Regions from separate parts of the Sus scrofa genome. Here region 1 is linked to region 2. Evidence: chromatin contacts called from public Hi-C data. All regions are on one chromosome and are shown on one strand. Each heading gives the region's core, a stretch centred on a gene start, on an enhancer-like site or on the middle of the called end of the contact. The rest is flanking DNA. Distances are from core to core; before and after follow the strand shown. Region 1 holds the start of WASHC5 (WASH complex subunit 5). Region 2 overlaps LOC102165543 (a long non-coding RNA gene).

The links. A called contact is a pair of places that touch in the nucleus more often than the background predicts.
Region 1: a contact with region 2 is called in a Hi-C map of fibroblasts, with 2.4 times the contacts expected there. The contact joins the promoter of WASHC5 here to the enhancer-like site in region 2. A contact is called at or near these places in 2 of 5 promoter capture datasets (fetal liver and liver), 2 of 47 Hi-C or Micro-C datasets (alveolar macrophages and fibroblasts) and 1 of 2 datasets of contacts at active chromatin or transcription factors (alveolar macrophages).

What each region holds. Positions count from the first base shown.
Region 1 is chr4:14,595,964-14,601,285 of Sscrofa11.1, forward strand. It overlaps WASHC5 (WASH complex subunit 5), which reads left to right and starts at 2,170. Exons shown (of 29, transcript XM_021088931.1): 1 at 2,170-2,365. NSMCE2 (E3 SUMO-protein ligase NSE2) reads right to left here and starts at 2,229. Exons shown (of 7, transcript XM_021088938.1): 1 at 2,101-2,229.
Region 2 is chr4:14,082,878-14,088,321 of Sscrofa11.1, forward strand. The region is part of intron 8 of LOC102165543 (a long non-coding RNA gene); the gene reads left to right. Among named protein-coding and RNA genes, the nearest start is that of TRIB1, 210 kb to the right of the region's middle. Within about 2 kb of position 2,279, at least 10 of the 83 cell types and tissues checked have an H3K27ac peak or open chromatin away from gene starts, as enhancers often do. A contact at or near this core is called in alveolar macrophages, where this site is marked.

The DNA of each region.
Region 1 (5,322 bases), core at 920-3,419, 510 kb after region 2:
TCTCCTGCTAACTACAGCTAAGGACATAATTTACAAGACAAATCTCACAACAAAGAATTATCTGGCCCGAAATGCCAATGGTGCAGTGGTGAAGAAACCCTGATTTAAACTCACCCCCTTCTGGAGCCTTCCCAAAATAACCGTGATTATTTTGTTCTCTGTCCCTCTGGTCTCAAAGAAAGTTTATTTATTCATTTATTTATTTATTTTGTCTTTTTGCCTTTTCTAGGCCACTCCCTCGGCATATGGAGGTTCCCAGGCTAGGGGTCCAATCGGAGCTGTAGCTGCCGGCGTACTCCAGAGCCACAGCAACTCGGGATCCAAGCCGAGTCTGCAACCTACACCGCAGCTCAGGCAACGCCAGATCCTTAACCCACTAAGCAAGGCCAGGGATCGAACCCGCAACCTCATGGTTCCTAGTCGGATTCGTTAAGCTCTGAGCCACAATGGGAATTCCTCAAAGAAAGTTTAAAGCAAGGTTATACACCCCCTGAGTTTTTCCCTAGCAGGTTATGTTGCCTACCCTAACAAGCCTTTGTCAGTTAGTGCTGTTTTAACAAAATACCACAGACACAGTAACTTATACACAATAGAAACATTTCTCAGTTCTGGAGAGTGGGTCCAAGGTCAAGGCACCAGCACAGTCACCCACAGACACAGTAACTTATACACAATAGAAACATTTCTCAGTTCTGGAGAGTGGGTCCAAGGTCAAAGCACCAGCACAGTCACGTTCTGATGAAGGCCCTCTTCCTGTGGTTCATGGCCAGGGCCTTCTAGTTCTAGCTCTGTGTTGTCAAATGGTAAAAGGCACAAGGGAGCAGCTCTCCAGGAGACCTCCATCCTCAAGATTTAAGCACTTCCCACATCCGCTCCCTCCTAATACCATCACCCTGGCATTCGGAATTCAACATATGGATGGGGCGGTGGGGAGTGGAGATAGGATAGAAACATTCATAAGATTCTCTCTAGATGGGGCCAATTATTAGGTAAAAATAAAAATATTTCTCTGTTCCCTCCTCTCATCTTTTTGTACAGAAAGTAATAAGCACAGATCAAATAATTTAAATACTGATACTCCTTTAAATTCTTAGGGGCCTACACAAGTTCCACCAGAGCTGTATCTTCTTTTTCAATACGCAAGGTTACATCTTTCTGAAGCCTTCTCTTATCCATACAAGCAACTGCTTGTTCTCTCCCTCATGCTACCACTATCCCTATCTCTCTCTCTCTTTCTCTCCCTCTCACACACAAACTTGTATTATAAAACTCACCACAATTATTTGCTCACATGTCTGCCACTCTTTCGCCCTGGAAGCAACTTAAAACTAGAATTCTGACATATTCTACTCAACATAAAACAGCTCCTCACACAAAAATAGGCAATCAAATAAAGATTTGGGAGAGTTACAGAATAAAAGAAACCGTCATTGCTGGGTCCCCTACAGTATGTTATAAACTGGTGCCCTAGGCTTTCTTCCATTCTCATTATCATTAATCCTACCACCGTTTATAGAAAAGGAAACTGATGCCCAGAGTTTAATTAAAGATCTTCCCAAGGCCCTGCTTAGAAAGCTAGCTCAAACTACATTTACTTCGATCAAGAATTCATGGTCTCACACTACTATATATAAAATAAACAACAAGGTCCTACTGTATAGCACAGGGAACTTTATTCAGTATCTCAATAACCTATAACCGAAAAATCTGAAAAAGTATATGCATAACTGACCACTTTGCTGTACACCAGAAACTAACGCCACACTGTAAATCACCTATACTTCAATAAAAATAAAAAAAGAATTCGTGATCTTTGCCCCTACGTACTGAGAACCCAAGGATGTAGAGACGGCGTCTTGGAGAGGGAGGTAAACGGCCCCTACCTCATTCCTGTGGCGTAAACAGATCTAGGACCATAACCCAGGTCCACAAACCACAGCTCAGGGCACCCGCGGAGCGCCCGAGAGGGAGACGACACCCCCCATCACCCTCCCCATCGCCATCCCCCGCTCCAGCCGTACCTGGCTCCCCGATGTACCTCTGCCTGGCTGCGCCCTGACTTCGCACCCCGAACCCCAACTCCTTCCTTAACTCCCTTACCCTGTCGCTGAAACAGCGAGCGCGGGCTCAGGCGTCATCAGTCGTCGACGGCGAGTGGTCACATGATGCCCCGCCCCACTCTCCGCCCCTTTGTCATGTGACTGCCCAGGGAGCCAGGGGCGGAAGCCGGGGTCCAGCCGGCTCTGGAGCCAGGGCGGGGGACTGAAGAGGACCCCTGCGGAGGCAAAGAGGTGGGGGCCGGGGTGCTGACTCCGCGCTAGACCGCCGGCCTTGCGCGTGCGCCCTGGAGCGGCCCGGGGGACAGGTGAGTCGGGGCGGGGTGCGCGCGCCTCCTCCTTTCACGTTCCCCGCCGCCCCGGGGCTGGGCCGCTCTGGCCAGGGGTGCTTCTGCGGCGTGGGGTGGGGTCTGGATGGGACAGCCTGGCCTGGAGGAATGAGGGTTTTACTGGGGCTGCGGCTGCGGCTGCGGCTGCAATCCAGGCTCTGCATCTCCACTCAGGTGGAAGCAATTTTTCACGCGCTTTGGCGCTTTAGAAAGTGATGTTCAGCTACTTGGCCAGCATCGTGTCCTTCCAAGTTCCTGGGAGCAGTGGTGTATGGACGTCGATATTTCTCCACTTACACTCAAGAAAATCGAGTGGTTGGTGCGGGCTTTTACAATCTGACGGACCTGGCTTTGAATTCTATTTCTGTCATGGACTGTGAGTTTGGGCAAATCATTGCTCCTCTTTTGCACCTTAATTCCCTTACCTATGACATATCAAAGTCCTTTTCATTTCGAGAAATAGTTCCGAAGGTCCTGATTTGTCTGTGGTCATTAACGAACTCCCCCGTTAACGGGAGCGACAGGCGCGGCGGCGGGGGCCGGGGGTTTAACCGAGCGGATAATGGATCCTTGTCTCCTGATTCCAAGTGTGTGGAACTTCCCTACACCATAGGTGAAACGGGGTTGGAGGCGAGGAGGGAGAGGCTTTACTGCCTCTGCCCACAACAAACACCTTATGGTTTTTCTTATTTATCGGGATTCATGAATCAGGCCAGAGTGATTAGGATCATTTTAGAACTTTTCTGGAAGAGATGTGCTGTTCCTTTTTAACCTGATCAAGGGCCACTGTAGTTTGTACCTACTAATAGATCGATGGAAACCAGTGCTTCCTTCTTTATGGAACTGAGATTTTATGAGAGGATAAAAATAGGTCTTCTTTTGTCCTCTAATAAAGATTTTCTTGGAGTTCCCATCGTGGCGCAGTGGTTAACGGAGACGACTAGGATCCGAGAGGATGAGGGTTCGATCCCTGGCCTTGCTCAGTGGGTTAAGGATCTGGCGTTGCCGTGTGGTGTAGGTCGCAGACTCAGATCCCGCGTTGCTGTGGCGTAGGCTGGCGGCTATAGCTCTGATTAGACCCCTAGCCTGGGAATCTCCATATGCTGTGAGTGTAGCCTTAGAAAAGACTTTTTTTTTTTTGTCCTCGGCTAAAGAGTGGTTCCTCCCAGGGTAATTTAATTTTCAGAATTCAACTCCTTACTCATTTGGTAATTGTTATGATGCTGTCATGCTTCATTCTTGAAAGTCTGTTGCCTTTTGACTAGAATTACTTTCCAAATTAAAATCATAATTCCATACCAAATTCTTGAAAATGAAGTTATGACCACTTTTCTAGATGCCTAATTTTCCTAGGAAATTGAGTGGGATCTCTGGTTTCATTTCATGCCAAATAATAGGACAGCCTATATTGAGGAAACTGGTCTTGATGAATTGTCTTCATCCCTAGCACTGGGAAAACCTCTGAAATGAAGATTTGATATAGTTTCTTCTACCATGTTTATTTGCACCTTATTCTAGAGTGATTTTTTTTTTCATCTCAGCTAAGTCCTAACACCTTCTATAAAACCATTTGCCTTTGAAATCACTGCAGCATTATTAGGCATCTTTAAGGGTGCTTCTTAGATTCTGTTCTTTTCTTTTTTTAAAAGGACCACACCTGCAGCATATAGAAATTCCCAGGCCAGGGGTCAATTAGAATCCAAGCCGCATCTGCGACCTATACCACAGCTCATGCTCATTATCGCTGAGCCACAATGGGAATGCCAGATCCTGGACTTTAGGACCAGTTTTTCAGCCAACCGTGGGGCTATTTACCAAAGACTTTAGCTAACTAATATTTTGTTAGCTGTTTGAAGTGTAACTCTTGGTTAAGAATTTACAGATTAAAACAAGAGACACACAGGAGTTCCCGTCAGGCACAGTGGAAATGAATCCGACTAGGAACTGTGAGGTTGTGGGTTCGATTCCTGGGCTCGCTCAGGGGGTTGAGGATCCGGTGTTGCCGTGAGCTGTGGGGTAGGTCACAAAGGCGGCTCTGATCTGGCGTTGCTGTGGCTCTGGCATAAGCCAGCAGCTGTAGCTCTGTTTCAACCCCTAGCCTGGGAACTTCCATATGGTGAACAGGTGCGGCCCTAAAAAGACAAAAATAAATAAATTAAAAAAAAAAAATGAGGAGTTCCCGTCGTGGTGCAGTGGTTGATGAATCCGACTAGGAACTATGAGGTTGCAGGTTCGATCCCTGGCCTTGCTCAGTGGGTTAAGGATCCGGCGTTGCCATGAGCTGTGGTGTTGCTTGCAGACGTGGCTCAGATCCCATGTTGCTATGGCTCTGGTGTAGGCTGTCAGCTACAGCTCCGATTCGACCCCTAGCCCGGGAACTCCGTATGCCACGGGAGCGGCCCAAGAAATGGCAAAAGACCAGAAAAAAAAAAAAAAATGAGACACACAAAAGCCTTGCCTTATGCCATTATCCTAGGCCTAAGACTCCCTGACCACCTGCATACAGGTGCTGAGTGTGTCTGTCCAGCTGTTAGTTGGGAAAGAAGACAGGTCTTGCTTTGCTTTAAGCTGTTTTCCCCTTGGCCATACTGTGTGTCCTATCGTGGTATCCAAAATCTGATAGCAGTTAGACCTCATCTCTGAATTGAGTCTAGAGTTTCATCCTCCTGAGACCTGGGTTAATCTATCTGGTCGTCTTCAGAGGACTACAGGTGACTTTTGTTCACATTTTCCTTTATGTTCCCTTTTTTTCTTGCTCCATTTTCCATGCCAGGCCATTTCAGTGGGAAGAGTGAAATGAAAATTTTCTCAAATTCAGCCCATTAGAGATCAATGTAGCTTAACGAGCAGGCATCACAGAGAAAACTGAAACAGTGGTTAATAATTTATGCCTTAATGTCTATTATAGGGTACCCTCATGAGAGAGGGTTCTGAAC
Region 2 (5,444 bases), core at 1,029-3,528:
AAATAAATAACCAAAATATATGCATAACTGTGAAAAGTTATTAAAAGGTCATCCATAAACCATCTAAAGTCATCTCTGTATCATCAGTAGTATACATTCCAGAGGCCAAGAAGCATGTCAAGAGGGGCAAATATGGGACAGACCAACTTGGGGGTCATTTTGGTTCTGTCTCGGACCTAGCTTTGCATCTCTTCTGGAGAGCTGCATAAAGTCCTAGGACAAATTTCCTTGGTCCATCTGGAAGTAGCCAGAAGACACCTATCTCCCAGGGATTCGGAGCTGCTCCCAGCTCTGTGGGAAACAGAGCCGCCTCCCAAAGGAGGTTGCTCCACACCTGCTCATTAGGACTCTGTGCTTCTCAAGGCCCGCTTATCTACAGATCTCAGTGTGCCTCAAAACATTCATTAATGCACACACCACCGCCCCGGCAGCCCAGAAGCACAGTCCCCATTTGGCAGATGGGAAAATTGATAGAAAGATCTATTAAGTGATGGCACTTGTAAGTGACGGAGTGATTAAGTGCCTGTTGAGCCAACAAGGAGCTGTGGCAAGAAGGGAAGTGATGACTCTTAAAGATCCAGGCCTGCAGGGCCTCCCTGCAAATTGAGGAGGGAGGTACACACGGCAGAAACCTGTATGGCTCTTTCTGTTTTCCCCGTGACAGGATGGGAACAGGACAGGGTCTCTGGAGAGCAATGCAAGGTCACGATGTAGATATTTCATAAAGTTCTGCTGAATCAAGGGGTGGAGAGGATTTTTTTAAAGGAGTCCAAAGATTCCTTCTCATCCAATTCCTCACCAAAGGAGTGACTACAGACTCAGCAGGGTGCAGAGGCAAGGGTGGATTAGGCTGAGAGATTTATGACGCAGAATGACGAAGAGGTATGTGGGCAATAACTGGAAAGGAGGCCAAGAGCGTGGCAAGCCTCAGAGCCAGGGAGTAAGATGAAGGCTGAGATACAGGAGCTACAGACGAGGTTCAAAACTCATGCTGGGAAGATGTCTAAATAATCTTCGGGAGTTCCCATTGTGGCTCAGTGGCTTAAGAACCCGACTTAGTGTCCCTGAGGATACAGGTTTGATCCCTGGCCTCGCTCAGTGGGTTGAATTGCCACAAGCTGCCGTGTAGATTGTGGATGTGATCCGGACCCAGCGTTGCTGTGGCTGTAGCATAGGCTGGCAGCTGCAGCTCCCATTCAACCCCTAGCCTGGGAACTTCCACATGCTGCAAATGTGGCTGTTAGAAAAAAAAAAAGAATCTTCAAAATGCTCATTTCAGGAGTATGTCCAAAGAAAGTCATAGGACAATTACTTGAAGATTTTTATAAAGATACCTTTAAGTACATTTTCTGCAACAGTATAATTTGTATTAACAAAAATTATAAAAATCTAAATATTCAAAATTCAGAAATCACCTTAAAGAGGTTATGGTACATCCACACTATGAAGCCATTAAAAATATATTTAAGGATGTTTAATTATATGAAGAAAAGATAATCATAAATAAGTGCAATTTCAGCAAAGATAGTAAACATATTCATAAAGATATCAAAGGAAACAATTCTATGCTGAGGGAAAAATCAGGAAGAAATACTACAAAAGTATGAGGATAATCTGGGTGGTGGAATTAGGTTGAATTTTGTACATGCACTTCTGTATTTACTGAAATTTAAATAATACATTATGTATCTTGTGATTTTAAGATGTTAATTTTTTTTAACTTTTTCTGTGAATGTTTTGGGACTTTATTTTGGAACTTGCTCCCCTGGGAGACAGCTCTGCATTTCTAAAATAGATCCAAAGACTTCAAGACTTACCCGGTATCTGTTGGCTGTATACTTCAATGGCTCCAAATGGCCAAGGGGCTCCCAGCCCTCAGCATTTGTGAAAGGCATATGACAGGACATGAGAATGAGCCCTGGAGTCGAGAGATCCTGCCAGAAGTCCCAGATGAGCTGCTTACCCATTCCATGGTCTTCAGCAAAACACTTTCCCTCGATTCCCCGTCTACAATGGGGATAACTGTGTGCTGACACCTCACAGCAGCGTAGTCCGTGAATGACATGCTCACAGGGACATAGTCATCCCAATGGAGATGTAATAAATAGCATCCTAGACCGGACACAAAGAATGACCTCAGAGTCCACCCTTGGTGAGCTCTGCCCATCCGCGTGTACCCTCTCCCTCTATCAGCCACCTGCTGAGAACAAGTGTTCACCGTCTGACCTCAGAGTCATGTTCAGCTCCTGGAGGACATGTTGAATCATTCCAGAATGACTAAACCAGGAGAGGAATCCTTGGAAATGTATAAGCACCCACATTCACCATGGTGACTCTCAGTGAGTCATGGTGTCTTAATTTAGCTGCAACATCCATCCCGAACTCAGCAGGCTTAACAGGAGGAAGCCGTCGGTAGCAGGTAGTGAAGTATCCTGGTGACTTTGAAGAACATTACCCGTATTCAGCTGTGAATACACATATGTGCAGAACCAGGAACTTCATCTTCCTGTGGACCCATCCTTTGAGGAGTTCCACTCGCTTTAACCTTTCCTATGGCTTGGCTTCTTCTCATAAAGTGGCCAGTGCATTTCTAAAGTCATAGAATACACATAGAATGTCTCAGTGTTGCCTGATCACCTATGCACCTCAAAGTCTCTAGGCTAACAGTTCCTAAAAAGCAACAGTGGGACACTAGCTTAAAGAATGATAATTACAAGAAAAACTGTCCTCAAGTCACTTTGGAAAAACACACTTTTTTTTTTTTTGGCCGCCCTGCAGCACATGGAGCTCCCAGACCAGGGATTAGATCCAAGCCACAGCCTCAGAACCAAGGCAAGACTGTGGCAACGGCAGATCCTTAACCCACTGTGCTGGGCCAGGATTGAATCTGAGTCCCAGTGAAACTGACAGCATTAACGGCCTGAACCCAGCCTAAACCCGGAATGGGACTTGAACCTAAGGTTTTAAATTAGAATCACTCACCCTGTGTCTGGACTCACTGAGGTTCAGGTTCTTCATGTCTCCACACAGAAGGAATTCAGTAAGAGACAAAGTGATAGGCAAGAAATAGATTTATTAGGATAGGACGCTTGTGAGAGATGCAAGTGGGTAGGCACAGAAGTTCTGCCCTGAGGATCTGGTGGGCTACAGTTTTATCCTCCAAGAAGAGTGGGGGTTGGAAAAGACCTCCTCTTCCTTTCTGGGAGTACTAGTCCTCCTTAGTATCCGGTAAGGTGTGTATTCAAATCTGCAAAAGGGTGGTCCTCAAACTCTTGCCCTTGGTCTGAATATGAATGCACGCCTCAGTCCATCCCTCACCAACGACCTGGGGCAATTCTCAAGACTCCACTAATGAAGCAAGCTTTTTTTGAGCAATTTATTTACTTAAAGTGATCTCCCAATGGCTTTTTTTGAGCAATTTATTTACTTAAAGTGATCTCCCAAAGTACCCTAAGTTATCTGTGGTCCTTTATTGGGACTTCTAAAACTACCTGTGTCTACTCCATCCCTATCACCAGCACTCCCAAGATGCTGCCGATCCCATTGCTCCACAACAGGAACTCCTGGAAAACATAACTTTAACAGGTAACATACAATTATAAATCTCCTAGAACCATGAATCCTTTTTTCATGACCAATCACACGGGGCTGTTGATCCAGGGAACACTTTTTGGTCAACATGGCTTTGAAGCAAACTAGCTTTGTCTTCTGAAAGACAAATAACCTCACCAGTAGCCTCCAACCTGCTAGAAAGAAAGGAGAGACTGGACGCTGGCAATGGAAAGAAGACTAAAACGTAACTGGATCACACCACATCACTCCCTCTCTCAAATATTGTCCATGGCTCCCCACTGCCTGAAATTCACTGTCTCAGGCATGGCATTCAGGGCTCTTCACCTTTTAACCCCAAACCACCTCCCAGCCTTAATTCCCACAGCTACACATTTTCCTATACTCCATTTAGATTCAGGTAGAATTAAATTTCTAACTGTTCTGACAGCCAGCACCTCTTCATGAAGAGTCTCCTTTCATTGACAGCTTTGAATGATCTGGGTTCAACTTTATTAAAGGAATTGGAAACTTTTTCAACTGAACCACAGACTGAAACCGAGCAGGATCCTGGGGAACTCCTGGGCACAAAGGCCTTTAGTCCCCCATTCTTGCTTTTAGGACATAGGCCTCTTTCAGCCTCCATGACCCTCCCTGAGTTCCAAAGGATAGATTCAGTTGCTGATGAGGGAAGGGCAGGGATGTGGAGACCAGGAAGGAGCAGTTGAGAGATAACAGTGCAGCCTCGGGGCAGGGTCCTGCTTCCTCCTCAAGGAATATGCGTAACAATAAGGAATATACAGAACAATATCTATGAGTTCTTCTGCAGAACCAAACCCTCCACAGGAAAGATGTTAACTACTAGATAAAGGATTCTTCCTTCTAGAAAGGAGAACCACCTTCTGAGGCAGCTAAGCACCAGCTTTGAAGAATACAAACTTGCATCTATCCCGATCCTTATCCCCGAGCCCTATTTTTCACTCCCCAAATATAAAACCACCTCCCATGCTTTCCCATAAAGGGACACAGGTTTTAGAGCATTAGCCTTCTATAGCCTCCTTTGCCTGGCAAAGCAATAAACGCTACTTTTTTCTCCTTTGCCCAAAATTCTGTCTCCAAGTTTCGATTTGGCACCAGTGAACAGAGGCTGAGTTTCAGCTGCAAGACCACCTGTGCTTTCCCCCTCTCTCCCCATCCCGCCTCCTAAACCGTCATCTTCATCTTTTTATAGCTGTTTTCAAAATGCCCTTAAACTTCATCCCTCCTCTCTTGTCATTCTGGAGTTCATATCTACACGTTACATATTCCTATGTGATGCTTTTCTCCCATTGTGTCATAGTAAGCTCGTTGTTCGGAGCTGCCACAGTTGTGCTCTGACTTCCTCCATCAAGCCACACACACACACACACACACACCACACACACACCACACACAAAAGAAGTTCCCGTCGTGGCTCTGTGGTTAACGAATCCGACTAGGAACCATGAGGTTTCGGGTTCGATCCCTGCCCTTGCTCAGTAGGTTAATGATCCGGCGTTGCCATGAGCTGTGGTGTAGGTTGCAGACGTGGCTCGGATCCCGAGTTGCTGTGGCTCTGGTGAAGGCCGGTGGCTATAGCTCGATTCACCCCTAGCCTGGGAACATCCATATGCCGCGGAAGCCGCGGGAGCGGCCCAAGAAATGGCAAAAAGCCCCAAAAAAAAAGACACACTGTGTGTCTCCCTTCTCTGTGGTGAACACACAGACTTAAAAAACAGGATCTCTGTCTTTACCCAGGCCATTGATTAAACTGCTGACTAACTTATAGCAGGGAATATGGCCGTAATACCTCCTCCTGAGGCTCCTGTCGATTTGCTAATGAGAACATTTGGGTAAATGGTTATTCAGATAACTTA